Linked DNA regions of Mus musculus: all the other regions are linked to region 1. A link is a contact called in public Hi-C and HiChIP or PLAC-seq data. All regions are on one chromosome and are shown on one strand. Each heading gives the region's core, a stretch centred on a gene start, on an enhancer-like site or on the middle of the called end of the contact. The rest is flanking DNA. Distances are from core to core; before and after follow the strand shown. Region 1 overlaps Gm27162 (predicted gene 27162). Region 2 has its middle 15 kb from the start of Gm31928. Region 3 overlaps Fli1 (Friend leukemia integration 1).

Region 1 (4,678 bases), core at 192-2,691:
CATACATGCTTAGTGCCCTCAGAAGATGAAAAGGAAGTCAGATCTCTGGAACTGGGAATACAAATGATTGTGACCCACCACATGAGTGCTGGGAATAGAACCCCGGTCTTCTGCAAAAAGAAATAAATGTTCTTAGACACTGAGCCATCCCTTAGGTCTCTTGAATAGTCAAAATACCTTTGGTCTGTCTTGTTGGTAAGAGTTAAAGTATACCATTTTGGTTTAAGAACTCAATAGTAAGTGCTTGCCTAGGAAGCCCTTGTGTTTGTTGCCTAGCAAAACAAAACAAACAAAATAATATTGTGGTCATTATAAGTGCGGAAATGTTCGTTCTCCACTCATTAGATGAGACTTTATTTGCCTCAGGACCAGAATTCCTTGCTCTCCCAGCAGTGCTGCAGAAAGACCAATGGTGGAGGTGGTGGTCTTTTAGATCGTATACCTGCAAATGAAGACAAAGCACACAGAAAGCAGAGGAAAAACTCCCAAGTCTAGGTTGGCATAAGATGACCAACTGCACAAGCAGCAAAGCTAACAACAAAGGCATGGGTCAGGGCGTTCTCACAGGAAGGGACATGCTATCAAGTGCCTAGCTTCAATTATATATGCTGATTAACTTTAAGGACTTGACATTCACTGTTAATTTTTCCCTAAAGGGAAAATGATCATAGAGTCTCCAACACCCAGCAACAAAAAGTGACTCCCCCAGAACAAGACACAAAAGCTCACAGAATGAGGAAGAGTGGAGCTTCTCACACCTTTTGTGACAAATAAAACTCGTGACCACAGTACACTTGATACTTCACGGTTGGGCTTGAGCATTTCTGCACACTGTTCAGTCTGTGTTATGTTTTCTGTAAGCAGAATCAAAGAAGGTAGAGGCAGCCGCAGAGCTGCACTCTGTTTTCAAAGGTGCAGTTACACTTCTAAACTGTGGCAACAAGACACACCCTGAAGAAAGAGAGCTTTGCTTCTTCACATGAAAACAGAAACCAAGATAGCTTATGATGTCTCCTACATACCAAGAACGTGGCCCGACCTTTAAAAGCCATGTTGAGGTAAACAGGCCTGGTACTTAACACAGCATGTTGTTCCACTAAAGGGCCCTCCCACCATCTTCTGCTCTCCCTACTTCTAGCTCCAAAGCTTCTGGATATCAAATTTTTCATCAAAAAACTTCCTGTGGCCCATTGTCTTAGGACCCAGTTCTTTAGAGAATGCAGGTCATCTGGGTTCATTCCTGTTAACCCCAACATTCAGGTCAAACATCAGCTTTGTGTGCAGGAAGAGAGTCACTGGAGACCCAGCCTTTGTGGAAAGCAGTGTTTTCGCGACAGAGGGTTCTCACACAGGGGCAGATTGACGTAGAAGAGTATGAGCTGCGGAGAAAACTGGGGAAGTGGCATAATGTGGGAAGCTGCCCAAGTTGCCCATGTGTGGATGCAATACAGTGGGAAACTAGCACCCTTTACAGTTTTGCAACTTCCTTACAGGGTGGCGCACACATGGGATGAGGGACGAACGTTCATGCTGACACTTTCAAGGCAGTTTCTGGATATAGATTAGAAAATGAAGGCTGCATAAGGAGACCTTGAGCAGGGGATCTGGACAAGCAATGATTTTCAACTCCATTTCCCACACAGTATCCTCTCCCCTTTCCTCCCCTCCCCTCTCCTCCCCTTCTCTATTCCTCCTTTTCTTTTTGTTATTGTTTCCCTATCACTCATTCTCATTCTCTCTCTACTCTTCTCTCCCCTCTCTCATTCATATGAGCTAAATTGTAAAAACGCACAGTTTTGGGCCTCCCTGCCAAATCACAACTATTGTGGAAAGCATGGCACCTAGCAGCTATCTACTTAGCACCATGCTCGACAATGTTGTTGTCAATTTCCCTAGCAATCCAAGATACATCTAGGACACGGTAAGGAAACCATGTAATTCCTGTATATGGCACAATGTTGGTCACACTGTAAATTGCACAGATTGTCACTTCTTCCCCAGCTGGCCAATACATTCATTGATAAGAAAGACGCATGTATTAAGTGCCTATTACTTTGCCCAGTACTCTGCGGTGTGCAGAAAATGTAGTGGTGACTAAAACAGATGCTCCGGTATGGTCAAGTGACAGCATCAAATAAGACAAATATCAAGAAATGAGTCATAGTCACGTCAGATATTTGGTATACACTGATAAACAGACTAGCAGAATGCACAGTAACATCATGCAGAAAGAAAAAAGGAGGTTACAATTTGGCTTCATACTGAAGCTCAATGGTGCTAGTTACCGAGGTTAATAGATAAGGAATGAGAAAAAGCCCATATTATGAGAATTTTCAATGTAACTGGACAGACAGAGTGCTATACAGAAAACAATGTGAAAGCAGCTAAGCTGATTATATGTACATCACTGCAGAAGCAAAGGGACAGAGAGGAGAACTGTAGGGCATAGTGAAGGAGCAATTAACCGATCTGTGAATGCCTTGGTTGGCATATGAGGAGGCTTGGAGACACAGGTAGAAGAAACAAAGGAAGGTTTTGGACTTTCAACCAAGAGATTTCATTGTCACAGAAAGACTGCTGATAGTCATCAAAACTGGTTTTCACTTTGCAAATTGCGTCAATACAGAGGTTGACAAATTTTGATCAAATGTTCTATCTAGATGCCAGGGGGTGGCTTCAAACTTTAAACTCCTGAAAGGATGTTTTATTCATCACTCTGGGTGTCAGGGGAGAGTCTGAACTAGTTGTTGGCACAGAGTTACAAACATGTGAGTGTGCATTGGATGGACGAATGGGGAAGTAAAGAAACTGGGGCTCGTGGCAATGAGGCTTATGAAAGAAGTTCAGACCTGGGCCAGTATAGACATGGGTGACACCTCTGACATTCAATACTAAATAGCCCGAAGTCACCAGCCTTTGCCTTACCGGCAAGCTAAAACAGGTAAAGCAATGTGAGCTGTAGATTAGAGCCACATCTTATGCCTATATCCCTGACCAAAGTCTAAAACCGCTCTTCTAGGCTTGGCTTATGAACCATAGGAAAGTATGAATGCTCTAGTGAGGAGTAGTTCCAAAACTGCTCTTGTATTCCCACCACCTTCCTTGTTAATTTTTCAAGTAGTCTGTTTACTCTGCTACTCTTGTGGAATAAACAGTCCCCATCTCCCCTCAGACACCTGCCCCAACAATACTAGAGGCCCAAAAGCCTACAGACACCTACAAAGTGGAGTGCCTTAGTCACAAGGAAGTCTCAAAGTGGTTCATTGCCTGCCTCTTTCTTCTTCCTTTCCTTTGCCTTAACAGACCTGTCTGTAGCTTATTGCTGTCAAGAGGCCCTAAGAAAACTGCACTCTTCTCTTCTTCCTTAGAAGTTAAAATATTGTTTTACTATTTTTGGGGGGCCCTCATCATTACCAACTGGGACTCCGTGTGTGTGTGTGTGTGTGTGTGTGTGTGTGTGTGTGTGTAGGTATGTGTGTGTGTGTGTGTGTTTGTATGTATGTATGTGTGTAGGTGTGTGTAGGTGTGTGTATGTGTGTGTAGGTATGTGTGTGTTTGTCTGTCTGTGTGTGTGTGTAGGGGGGTGTGTGTGTGTGTGTGTGTAGGTATGTGTGTGTGTGTTTGTATGTATGTATGTGTGTAGGTGTGTGTATGTGTGTGTAGGTATGTGTGTGTCTGTCTGTCTGTGTGTGTGTGTAGGGGTGTGTGTGTGTGTGTGTGTGTGTGTGTGTGTGTGTGTGTGAAATGGGTTATATAGCCCTGCTTCTGAAGAGCCTTTGACATAGAGATGGATCTGGAAATGGGCGAGAGGTGCAGTAAAGGAAGCAGAAGAGTCTAGAGTCAGCCTCAGTTGTACCCTGGATATTGGCCCCTGGGATCCTTCATCATTTTGACAACTAACTCTACTAACTCTAAACGACTTCCATTAGAGATACCAGCATGGCCCTCCACTACCCATAGCAATTCCCACCAAGGCATAAGGAAAGAAAGCATGAGTGAAGTGGAGGTCTGACAGAGACTCTTCATGTCAGTTGTGTGACTGTGGTTGGTGTGAATATGTGCGTGGAGCTGTCTTCTCCCCTTCCTCCTATCACTCACTGGCCAGGGAGAGGCTGGGATGGATGGCACACAACTGTGACAAACTGCTGGGTGTAATCTCAAGCTTCAAGGACCCTCCTCTAGAAGGGATGGGCAGTGACACCTACTCTTCTCATCATAGCCAGTGGCAGAAAATCCAGTGGGAGAAGCTCCCCAAATGACGGAAAGTGGAACAAACAGAGTTTAGCTGGGAACACAGAGGATATCCATGGACACTCCTATGGGAAAGGAGAGTGCTCTGGCAAACATTTGTTTAATCTCCCTGTCTCCAGAGGGACAGATGGATGGTTAACTGAATGACTGTTTAACGACTATTTACAACAAGAAGATGGTAGCCGAGAACAGCTCCTCACCCCTTGCCTCAGAACAAACACTTCACCACAGCCTTAGGACAACTGGACTTTCATGGACACACACACAGCTTTCAGTTGAGGCTATTTGGAGATGTCAGAGGTCCCTCCCTTTGCTTAGATCTCACTGGTCTCCAGCATCCCCATGAGAGTGGAATTAATGTGGTTCTGTCTTGGCGTATCTCCTTTCAGGAATTCTTCCTATAAGTTTTAGGCACATTTGACTAAAA
Region 2 (4,910 bases), core at 206-2,705, 310 kb after region 1:
CTGGCCAGCCTCGAGGGGATTCGAAGCCCCACCCACGTGGCCCAGATGTCATTTACAGAAGTTAAATGTTCTTGGTCAGCTGAGGTTTCTGTGAGAGCTTCTGTTTGTATTGACTGTGGTATTGTTCACCTCTTACCATAGAAACCACGTTATTTCGGTCTCCTTTTGGTTGTTTCTGTGTTGCTTTAAATATTGTCCCAATTCAAGGGCAAATGCAAGGTCAATGTGAGCTTCATCAACAAGTTTAAATGGCAACCTCCATCTATGAGAGCAGAGTTGAAAGAGAGGAGTCAAAACACCTGTGTCCTAGCCCTCCTCTGCTGGTAGATTTAATTGAAGAGGGGGGTCTGTTTCCACAGAGTCACCAGCAGCAGTAAACTGGAGAAACCCACAGTGTAGCAATCTCCAAGTATTAAACATTCACATCTCTTGGTGTTCTTGACCGACTCTGCTGCACGGACAAGATGTCATCTATAAGCAATTGCTATTTTAGAAGACTGGAACCTTTCCTTCCTGAGAAAGCCCATATCTGAAAGAAGATGTCCTAGGAAGAGAAGGTATATGGTGAGCGTAGGTAAAGGCAGCTTGGTTGGTAAAGAAAGAGCAGAAGTGATCCTGGGTCTCCGGCCTGCCGAGGATGCTTCTGTGGGTGGTCTCAGGATCTGGGTGCACTTTTCTCCTGCAGACCCTGTTTCAAGATAGCTCAGCAAGATTAGCTCACCCAAACAACAAGTCACACACCCTTCTGTGCCCTAGATACCAGATAAGAACTGACAATCAAAGATAAGGAAGATTCTGCTTTTAAAATAAGCTTGTAGCTTATCAAAGGAAGAAACAAGCTGATACAAGTTTTCAAGGGAGTCTTGCAAAGAGTTAGATGATGCAGAGTTAAGGTAACAAAAGCCATCAACACTAAGGAGTCTTTTTATCTTGTAAGCTATGTAGCTAGCCTTTCTGTTTAAACCTTTCATTACTTAAGACATGTTTTCCAGGTCTGAGTCTCCTATTCAATTGCCTTCTCAGGACTGCAAGCACCATCTGAAGTTGTCCTGTCCCTCCTATGTGGCTTGACAAGGAACAGGACCTTATACTACTTCATAGTGTTCTACAGTCATCTCGGAGATGATGTGTCCTAGTCTAGTAGCAAGTTTCTTTCAGGCAACATTGAGACTCTTAATTATTTCTTCAGTAATACTTGACCCAACATTAGGCACATGAGATGTTATCACCAGATATTCCCATCAGAGTTTGCACCAGAATCCCTACTTCCTTGCCCTGAAGTTGGGGAGGCCTCTGATGGACACGGGACTTGCTTTCACTAATTGATTCACTTCTGGCAGAAGCTGAAGAATTTCAGCCTTTGTGTTTTTATCCTCTGGCACGTGTCAGGGTGGCAGCTGCTTTTCAGCCTGATCCGAGCAAAGCCCTCCACCCCCACCCCTGCCAGCCCAGAGCGTTCACACAGCGAGAGTAGGAAGTGTCACTGACTGCGTGACAACTGAGGTTTGGCACCTGTCACCACAGCGTAATCATCCCAGCCAACACACAGAAGAACACAGCAAATATTTGTTGATGTGTGTACTTATGGCTCCTAGACACCAGACTCTGAAGGAAGAAAACAAAGTCAAAAGGCTACTTATGCTGGACCAACAAAACCCTGTTCAGTACATTCTGTATCTACCTATATCTGCCTCACAGTCTGATGCTGCCGAATCCTATGTTTATGGTATGGTAGTCCATACATACATTCCTAGGGTAGAGTTTTGTTTATAAATTAGTAAGAGGTTAACATCAGTAACTTATAATACAATAGAATGGTTGCCATAGCATACTCTATAACACAGTTATTTATAACTTAACAATTTTTAAAATTTTACTTCTGGAATTTTCCATTTATATCTTCGGACTGTGGTTGACCATAGGTAACTGAAATTATGGAAAGCAAAACCACAGATAGTGAGGGTAGCTACATTCATGGCTGCTGTTCATGTTTCTGAAACATCACTGTTTCAGATCTCGGGTCTGAAAGACCCTCCCCTGTCTTTCGCTCTGAGGCGTCTTGGTCTGTAGGTATTGGTGGCCAAAATGAGAAACCTAAGGCCTGGAAAAGGGGGATGAGCCGGGAGCAAACTCAAACAGAATTGCAACGATGAAAGGGAAAGCTTTAATGAAGAAACTCTTGAAGAACACCCAGATAAAAATTCCTGGGAAGGCTGGGAGTGGAGCTCAGTGGTGAGGCTTGCCTAGTGTGGAAATGACAGAACTTGGCCTCTGTTATCAAGGAAACCTGAACTGCTTGGAAAGCATTTCACCCTCCTGCTGCTGTGTGTTTCTGAGCAAGTTACTTCACCTCTCTGACCAGGGCAGAGCCTTCATCTACAGAACAAAATAGAGAGAGCAGAGCTCAGCACCCAGAGGGGTGGGTGTGGTGGGAAGAGCCCTTTACATTCTGAACTTTGATAGGGATTTCCAGATGTCAACTGTCAGAGTACTCACCTGGTACCACAGAGCCTTGGGTTCGAATCCCAGTGCTACAAAAATCAGGTGTGGTCATGCATGCTCAAAATCCCAGCACTCAGTAGTCTTGACACTCAGGAGATAGAAGCTGGAGGGCCAGGGCTTCAAGGTCATCCTTGGCTACATAGTAAGGTTATCGCAGGCTGCATGAGACCCTATTTTAATTAAAGACAAACAAACAAACAAACAAAAAATGCCTCTTTTCCAGTAAAATAGGCATGATTTTTGGACTGTTTTTAGCGCACAGATACTGTGTTTTATTAATGCTTCTACAAAAATAAAAAGAGATGGAAAGATTCATTAAAAAGCCATAAACCCCAAACAAGTTCTGTCTGAACTCAACCCCCGGGAAACACGGAAGCTCCTGACCAGAGTGCAGCAATGTGGCCGTTGGCCCCTGGGGAGGCCGGGATGACCCTTGTTCCATGCATCCAATGCACCTAACCTCATTCAGAAAATGCTCTCTCTGGACCGTGCTCAAGGAGGGCTGCTCAAGTTATGGAGTCTATGATGGGGTACACAGAACGGACTTCATTCCTCCCGGACTTTGTAGGAGGACTGAGGCGTCAGTGCCCTCTACTATGATGCCACCAGTCAGACGTCCCTTGGGCAGCCCCACTGTCCTCTTGTTCCAACTGGATGTGGCTCCAGCCACAGCAGCAAATGAGGTGCTCTGGCCTCCTGTTTATCTAACTTTTCCATTACGAGTGATGCTGTACTGGAACCATACACCCAATGACCTCTGGAAGTTCTGCCCTTTCCCCAGTCCCAGAAAATGATTGTCCCTAGCGAGGTGGGGAAAACAGAAGCTTAGAATTAAAAGATAGATGATATCCGCATCTAGATGCGTTCGTATGACAGTTCTCCAAATGACTGTCCCAAAGTCCCAGATTCCTGGAAACAGTAAAGACTGCCTCAAACTGTAGTCACTAGTCTATTATCTTAATCATAGTAACCATTTGGGTTTGATTTGAAAACCTGTGACAGGGAGATAAATTTCTGCCACTGTAGGTGAAGCTTGGAAGGGCTAACCCAATGAATATGCTCAGTTGATCACTTCCTTCCCACACATCCATACTTACATTCTGTGACCCCGGTGCTTACGATTGCCCTGGCAAGTGCTAAGTGGGGACAGCAGAAGGGTCCACAGCCTCCACAAGCTTCCAGTCTGAGTAAAAAGGAAGGCACAGAAGCAGAACAGTCATGACCAAGCTCACTGCACAATGGAGAAGGGGGCCCAGTTTGTCCCAGGGCATTCAGGGAAGGCTTCTTGGAGGAGGGGGAAAGTAACAGCTGAGCATGAAATGAAGGATTAAAGAGAAATGAACGGGAGAGACAGATAGAAAGGAGGTGAAAGATGGGTTTGGGTAAAGAGAGGTGAGAAAATACAGTGGTCAGGAAACCAGCCTCACTGACTATTCCTGGAGCTTGGACAGGGAATAAAGAATGAACAGATGATGGAGATTTCCTAGCACCTAGCACATCATGGGAAGGCGGACAGCAACTTGAACTGTGATTGTCAAAATATCCAAAGGCCCTAGAAGCACACACTTTTGTGCTCCCCCCTTCTCTCCCACATTTTCTCTGCTTTTACATCCCCCTTTGTAAGTACTGAAGCCCCCAATGGTAGGAAGCATTTGTCTAAAAATAGCCCTTCTCAAAGACCCAGTCTCTTCTGAGTTTCTCAGAACATCTGCTCAACAGTTTCCTATAACTGTTTTTGGCCATTAAATCAAAGCCGTCAGAAACAATGTTCTGTTTCTGTCTTTCAAGCAAAGAATTGCCAGGAGGCCTTCCTCTGTAACCCAGACGACAATGGGGCCAGAAATAGCTACTTCCACAGAGACTTTGGAACACCTTACTACCCAGGTCCAAGCAAAGTCACCCGTCTTGTTTTTCTTTCTTTTTAAAGACACTGTTCGACTCCCCTTGTACAGAAAAGAAACTCAGAGAGGCCTAACCTCCTGGGAGAGGAGACACTGCCCTATGCAAATTACCACCTGCAGCTTGGGGCCCTGTGGCTTGTGTAGCTCATGGTTGGTAGGGACCAGAGACTGGTAAATGTCTCATACCAGGATGGTCAGAACAACCACTTGTATGGGGCTGAGGATCGGAGGGATGGTGGGTTCTGCCATGTGATTGGCTTTAGTTCTAAGCTCTACCCGTGTTGTGCATTAAACCCCATTTCTTCATGTGGCACAAAATGTAGGAGTCTGTACTAATCTGTGTTAGTCCAAGGGAGACTTGCATTCACCAGGTTCTGGGTCCTAACAGGTCCCCCCTGCCCTAGACTATACATCCAAGTACCAAGGATCCTGGTGAGATATTTTCTCTGAATTAGACTGCTGTTGTGGTCTGCAAGAATATGAACAAGCCTTGGCGCCATGGTCCTC
Region 3 (4,308 bases), core at 1,549-4,048, 430 kb after region 1:
TTCCAGGGTAGGATCTGCCTTTACAGAGTTACATGTAATGGGAGAGAGACACATATATCACACACACACACACACACACACACACACACACACACACACACACACACACGCACACACACACTCATTTCTAAGTGTGATACGTATTGTGCACTCCAAGAAGGAGAAGCAGGCTGAGTGTAATTTAGGTCGGAGGTTTTAGAAAAGTCCCCCTGAAGACAAGATGTTCACACCCAGATCCGTAAGATGAAGGGACGCGTATGCTTCATTGCTTCCAGCACATAACCAAAGCAAATTGTGATTCTAAGAACTGGCTAGCTAGCAAAAAGGAAAATCCAGTGATCTCTTGAGTTTGTGGTGCCCCTTTTGGCAGATCACGCTTCCTATTTCTAATAGAGATTTATGACAGGAAAAGCGACTTAAAAATAAGACCTGGGAAGGTAGAATCCCTCAATGACTTGTCACGAGGGTTCTGAGAAACTGTGGTTTTGCTTCCAAATGTGACTGGGGGTATTTGAAGGAGCTTTATAAAAACGGGATGCTGTGAGAAAGTTGAATGAAGAGCTCTCTGTGGCTTAGGCTTTATCAGACTCCTGTCTCTGCTCAGGCATGTGCTCTTGTTGCTCAAGAGAAGATGGGTAGCCACACAGTCTCCAGCATTTTCTTAATCAGTTTGATTGTGAAAGAGTTTTTCCACCGAGCACCTACCACTAACCACAGGAGCTCTGAAATTCCTACCTGGACAAGTCATTTGGGAGCAAAAAGACCATTTATTCTTCTTTCCCTGGACCCAAGTGTCTACCACTTACTCTGGCATGTTCCAGAATTTTGCATTTGAAATCGATACCTTAGGTGACTTAGTGGCAGTCAACCTGGGGAACAGGCTTACAGAGGCGGCTGGGCAGTGCATCCACACTACATCTCAGGAGCTATGCATAGCTCTATCACTTGAGGGGTTTTGTTGTTGCTTGCTGGTTTGGGCCTGCCCTAGTTCCTCTGAATTTTTTTACCCTGAGTGAACATGGCCAAATTATTGATTCAGACTAGATGAAATAATAATAATAATAATAATAATAATAATAATAATAATAATAATAATAATATGCAAAGTGATTCAGATCTAAATTTACTGGGTGTCCCAAGTCAAGCTACAAAGATAACTTTTGGACATAGCTGGCCAGAACATCATGGTGGTAAATCCAATATCCAGTAGACATTCTGTCTGATGCCTGTACCTACATTTGTGTAATTAACCAAATCTCTTTAGCTGCCTCCTTTTCTTTCAAAGCAAAGAGTGTTGTCCAGGAAAAAAAAATACCTTGATGCATTCAATCTTCTCCCCCCTCCTGTTTCCCTCCCCTGTGTCCTTCTCTCTCTCTCCCCCCTTTCTCATCATGGTCTATCATCAGAACTTCAAAAAGGTTAAAAATGAAGTGGCCATTTCCAGAGACTAGTCAGCTCCCACATGCTTCTCCTATCTGCTCTTTCATCAGCACACTGAGAAGGGTGACAGAGCACATGACAGTGACTGGGCTTTGCTGCCCAAGATGCAAGAAGCTTTCTGAAGCACCCCGAAAATACCTCAGCAGTCACACTTGGAGAAAACTCTTGAAATCATTGCCAGAGATTTAACAAAGACTTGGTTCAAAGACTTAGAGTCAGGGTTGGGTGTTGTGGAAGAAAAAACGAACATGAAAAATGAGAGAAGACCTGTAAGGAAATTGACAGAATTGTGTTCTGCTGCACAGTAAAGAGTACCACCACATAGGCAGACGTTTAGCTCAAGTGATTGGGGTTGCTGAGGTTTGTGTAGATACAAGGACCACAGAGTAAAAGGCGTGACTTAGCTTGAGTATTATACACAATTAAACCTGCTTAAGATGCAGGAAGGTTGGACCGAGCCAGGATGAGGAGCAGGAGTGGACCATTTCTTCAAAGATTGCTGCAAATGAGATGCGTTCCTCCTTGTGACCTAGGCTGCCGACAGCGTGTTTTGCTTGGTTTGCACCAATGCCCTGGCTCGTGGTCACTTGCTCTTAGTGGCCAGTTTCATTTCCTGGTTTTGAGAAGATGGCAGTGAGGCCCATGGCTTTGGCACGCTGTCGCTGTAGGAAGTGTGCAGTTTGAAAATGTCAAAGCCAGCAGGCTCATGCCCAGTGCATGCTATCCATCAGCAAAAGTCTCTGGACACCTAATGAGCCCCCTGCAAGTTCAAACAGCCAAGAGCTGGATGATTAAGATCTTGCCTTAAAACTGCCTACCCTAACCAAGAGGGCAAGATCAAAAGGGAAATTGAAGTAACAACTATGTGGATGAATAACGTATTCTTGACCACTGTGCTTGTGGACCAAGAATGCACCGGACAACATTGGCCTCCTTGGAAAGGACCTGGTATCTAGAGTCCAGAATGATGTGTTATCTCTATTCCACTACCAGCTCTTGATCTTGAATGAGACTCTTAGCCTGTCAGGACCTTAGTTTCTTCACCAGCAAAGTAGAGGGGAGGAATGAACCTCTCTTTATCTCTGATTGATTAGAGTTTGTGTGTGTGTGTGTGTGTGTGTGTGTGTGTGTGTGTGTGTGTGTGTGTGTGTGTGAATGATAGCATAGGTGTAGGTACAGGGAGACTCCTGTTCAGTCATGAGGTATGGAGTGGTCCTCAAATTTCACTTATTCTTGCTATTGTAGCAGGGTAGAAAGAAGTAAATTTAGAAAAGGCATCTTCTGCCATTGTCATTAAACAGAGAGAGAAGCAGAGACCACAAGCAGGAGTCACACAGGCCAGACGCATTCTGCTTCCTCCCTGGGTAGCTAACTTCCTCTTCAGTGACACACAGGTAATGGTGGCTAGCCTTTGCGTTGACAGAGTCGAGGTGAACCCATCGCTTTGAAAATGGGAGGCATCTGAGCAAGCAGTGCACTTCTTGGGCTAGCATTCTTTAGAAAGTTGATCCTCAACTCTGAAGGTTGCAACTGTGTCGTTTGGAATTCATTAAAGGTTCAGCTCAATGAGAGAGAAATAGACATCACAGGTAACTGAGTTACTGGGCATCTTGACAAGAAGGGAAACACATAAGGTAACTTTAATGCTATTTGTGACCGATGCTCCTGGTGTCCAAATAACTAGGGGTGGGCATTTAGAAAGGAGGTTTGGGGTTTTTGTTTGTTTTGTTTTGTTCTGTTTTTATGACTCCTCAAGATAATCAACTTCATCTCATTTTGAAGGGAGAATAGGGCAAAGGAAAACTGAGACACACATCTGGAATTTGGGGTGCTGAGCCTGTGGTTTACTGATGGGAAACTTCCTGTGGGGTTCAGAGACAAGACTCGGGCTGAGGTTCCCCGAACATCCCTGATGCTGGCCGTCCAGGGCAGTGTTGAGTCTTTCCCCTTTCAACTTTTCACCTAACCCCAGTAAACAGGAAATGCAAGCTACTAGAGCTGAACGCACAGCCACTCCCTGGGTCCTCTGGCTCCCTGCCCCCACATAGTCAAAGCACATTATAGTTTGTTTTCCTTTCTGACAGGTTGTACAGCTCATTGAAAATACACACAGCAATCCGAACTCGTTACAAATTACAGCAGGCAGTAATCCTTACTCTGGAACTCTAGAAAACCTCCCCTTGGAAGGGAAATGTGTGCTTGTGAGCTAGTGGGAGCACTGTCCGTTTGGAATGCCTGGAAGTCATGAAGTGTGCTGATAGTGGGATGTCATACCTGAAGTTTCACCTGGTGACTTGATATCAAGTTTGTCACTTGAGGGACTTCGGTTGAGAACATAGGAACTCAGAAAGACTTTTAGACTCATGCCCAATGCAAACATGCAGGACGCATTTCAAGTAGAGATTAAAAATGTCCACAGTGGCTAAAACATTTCAAAACAGACACAGCTATGCCACCTGATGCCATGGTGTTTATTGGCTTCGCAAGACAAGTATTCTGTATTTTGTTTATGCTTATTATGTTCTGTTATGTTTATTATGGTTTTTGTGTTTGTTTTGTTTGTTTATTAATGTTGCCTATGGGATCAGTGTGAAACTGACTCTCAGGTATTAGAAGATAAGAGTAGTTAGGTATTGTATCACCTGTGTGAATATTTCGTTTATAAGAATATTTGCATGAGTTGAATATTTATAGCACAGGTTTTAGGAACTTTGAAAATGCACTGTTATTTGTAACAGTGTGTATGCAGGTGGGAGAGCATAAACAAGAGGACTCCCCCCCCCCACCCCCCATTCCTCTACACTCCCCAGTTCATGCCCCAAAGAAAGCATACCTACCAACCACAGGACAAGGCTGTCTCCCTGGCCA

Evidence for each region. Hi-C and Micro-C count contacts between places; a contact is called where the count stands out from the background. HiChIP or PLAC-seq counts read pairs in DNA pulled down with a chosen protein or histone mark.
Region 2: a contact with region 1 is called in a Foxp3 HiChIP or PLAC-seq map of regulatory T cells, with 9 times the contacts expected there. The contact joins two enhancer-like sites. A contact is called at or near these places in 8 of 484 Hi-C or Micro-C datasets (CD4 T cells, CD8 T cells, the CH12 cell line and 5 more), 9 of 115 datasets of contacts at active chromatin or transcription factors (CD8 T cells, differentiating embryonic stem cells, double positive thymocytes and 5 more) and 1 of 9 other capture datasets (embryonic stem cells).
Region 3: a Hi-C map of Th1 cells shows a contact between it and region 1, with 3 times the contacts expected there. The contact joins two enhancer-like sites. A contact is called at or near these places in 18 of 484 Hi-C or Micro-C datasets (CD4 T cells, CD8 T cells, Th1 cells and 4 more), 12 of 115 datasets of contacts at active chromatin or transcription factors (CD8 T cells, T-cell acute lymphoblastic leukemia, acute myeloid leukemia and 7 more) and 1 of 9 other capture datasets (embryonic stem cells).

The regions. Positions count from the first base shown.
Region 1 is chr9:32,922,669-32,927,346 of GRCm38.p6, reverse strand. All of the region lies in intron 1 of Gm27162 (predicted gene 27162), which reads left to right. Among named protein-coding and RNA genes, the nearest start is that of Gm27162, 4.0 kb to the left of the region's middle. Within about 2 kb of position 1,441, at least 12 of the 459 cell types and tissues checked have an H3K27ac peak or open chromatin away from gene starts, as enhancers often do. A contact at or near this core is called in Th1 cells, where this site is marked.
Region 2 is chr9:32,612,701-32,617,610 of GRCm38.p6, reverse strand. No RefSeq gene overlaps it. Among named protein-coding and RNA genes, the nearest start is that of Gm31928, 15 kb to the left of the region's middle. Within about 2 kb of position 1,455, at least 67 of the 459 cell types and tissues checked have an H3K27ac peak or open chromatin away from gene starts, as enhancers often do.
Region 3 is chr9:32,498,776-32,503,083 of GRCm38.p6, reverse strand. The region is part of intron 1 of Fli1 (Friend leukemia integration 1); the gene reads left to right. Among named protein-coding and RNA genes, the nearest start is that of Fli1, 41 kb to the left of the region's middle. Within about 2 kb of position 2,798, at least 108 of the 459 cell types and tissues checked have an H3K27ac peak or open chromatin away from gene starts, as enhancers often do. A contact at or near this core is called in Th1 cells, where this site is marked.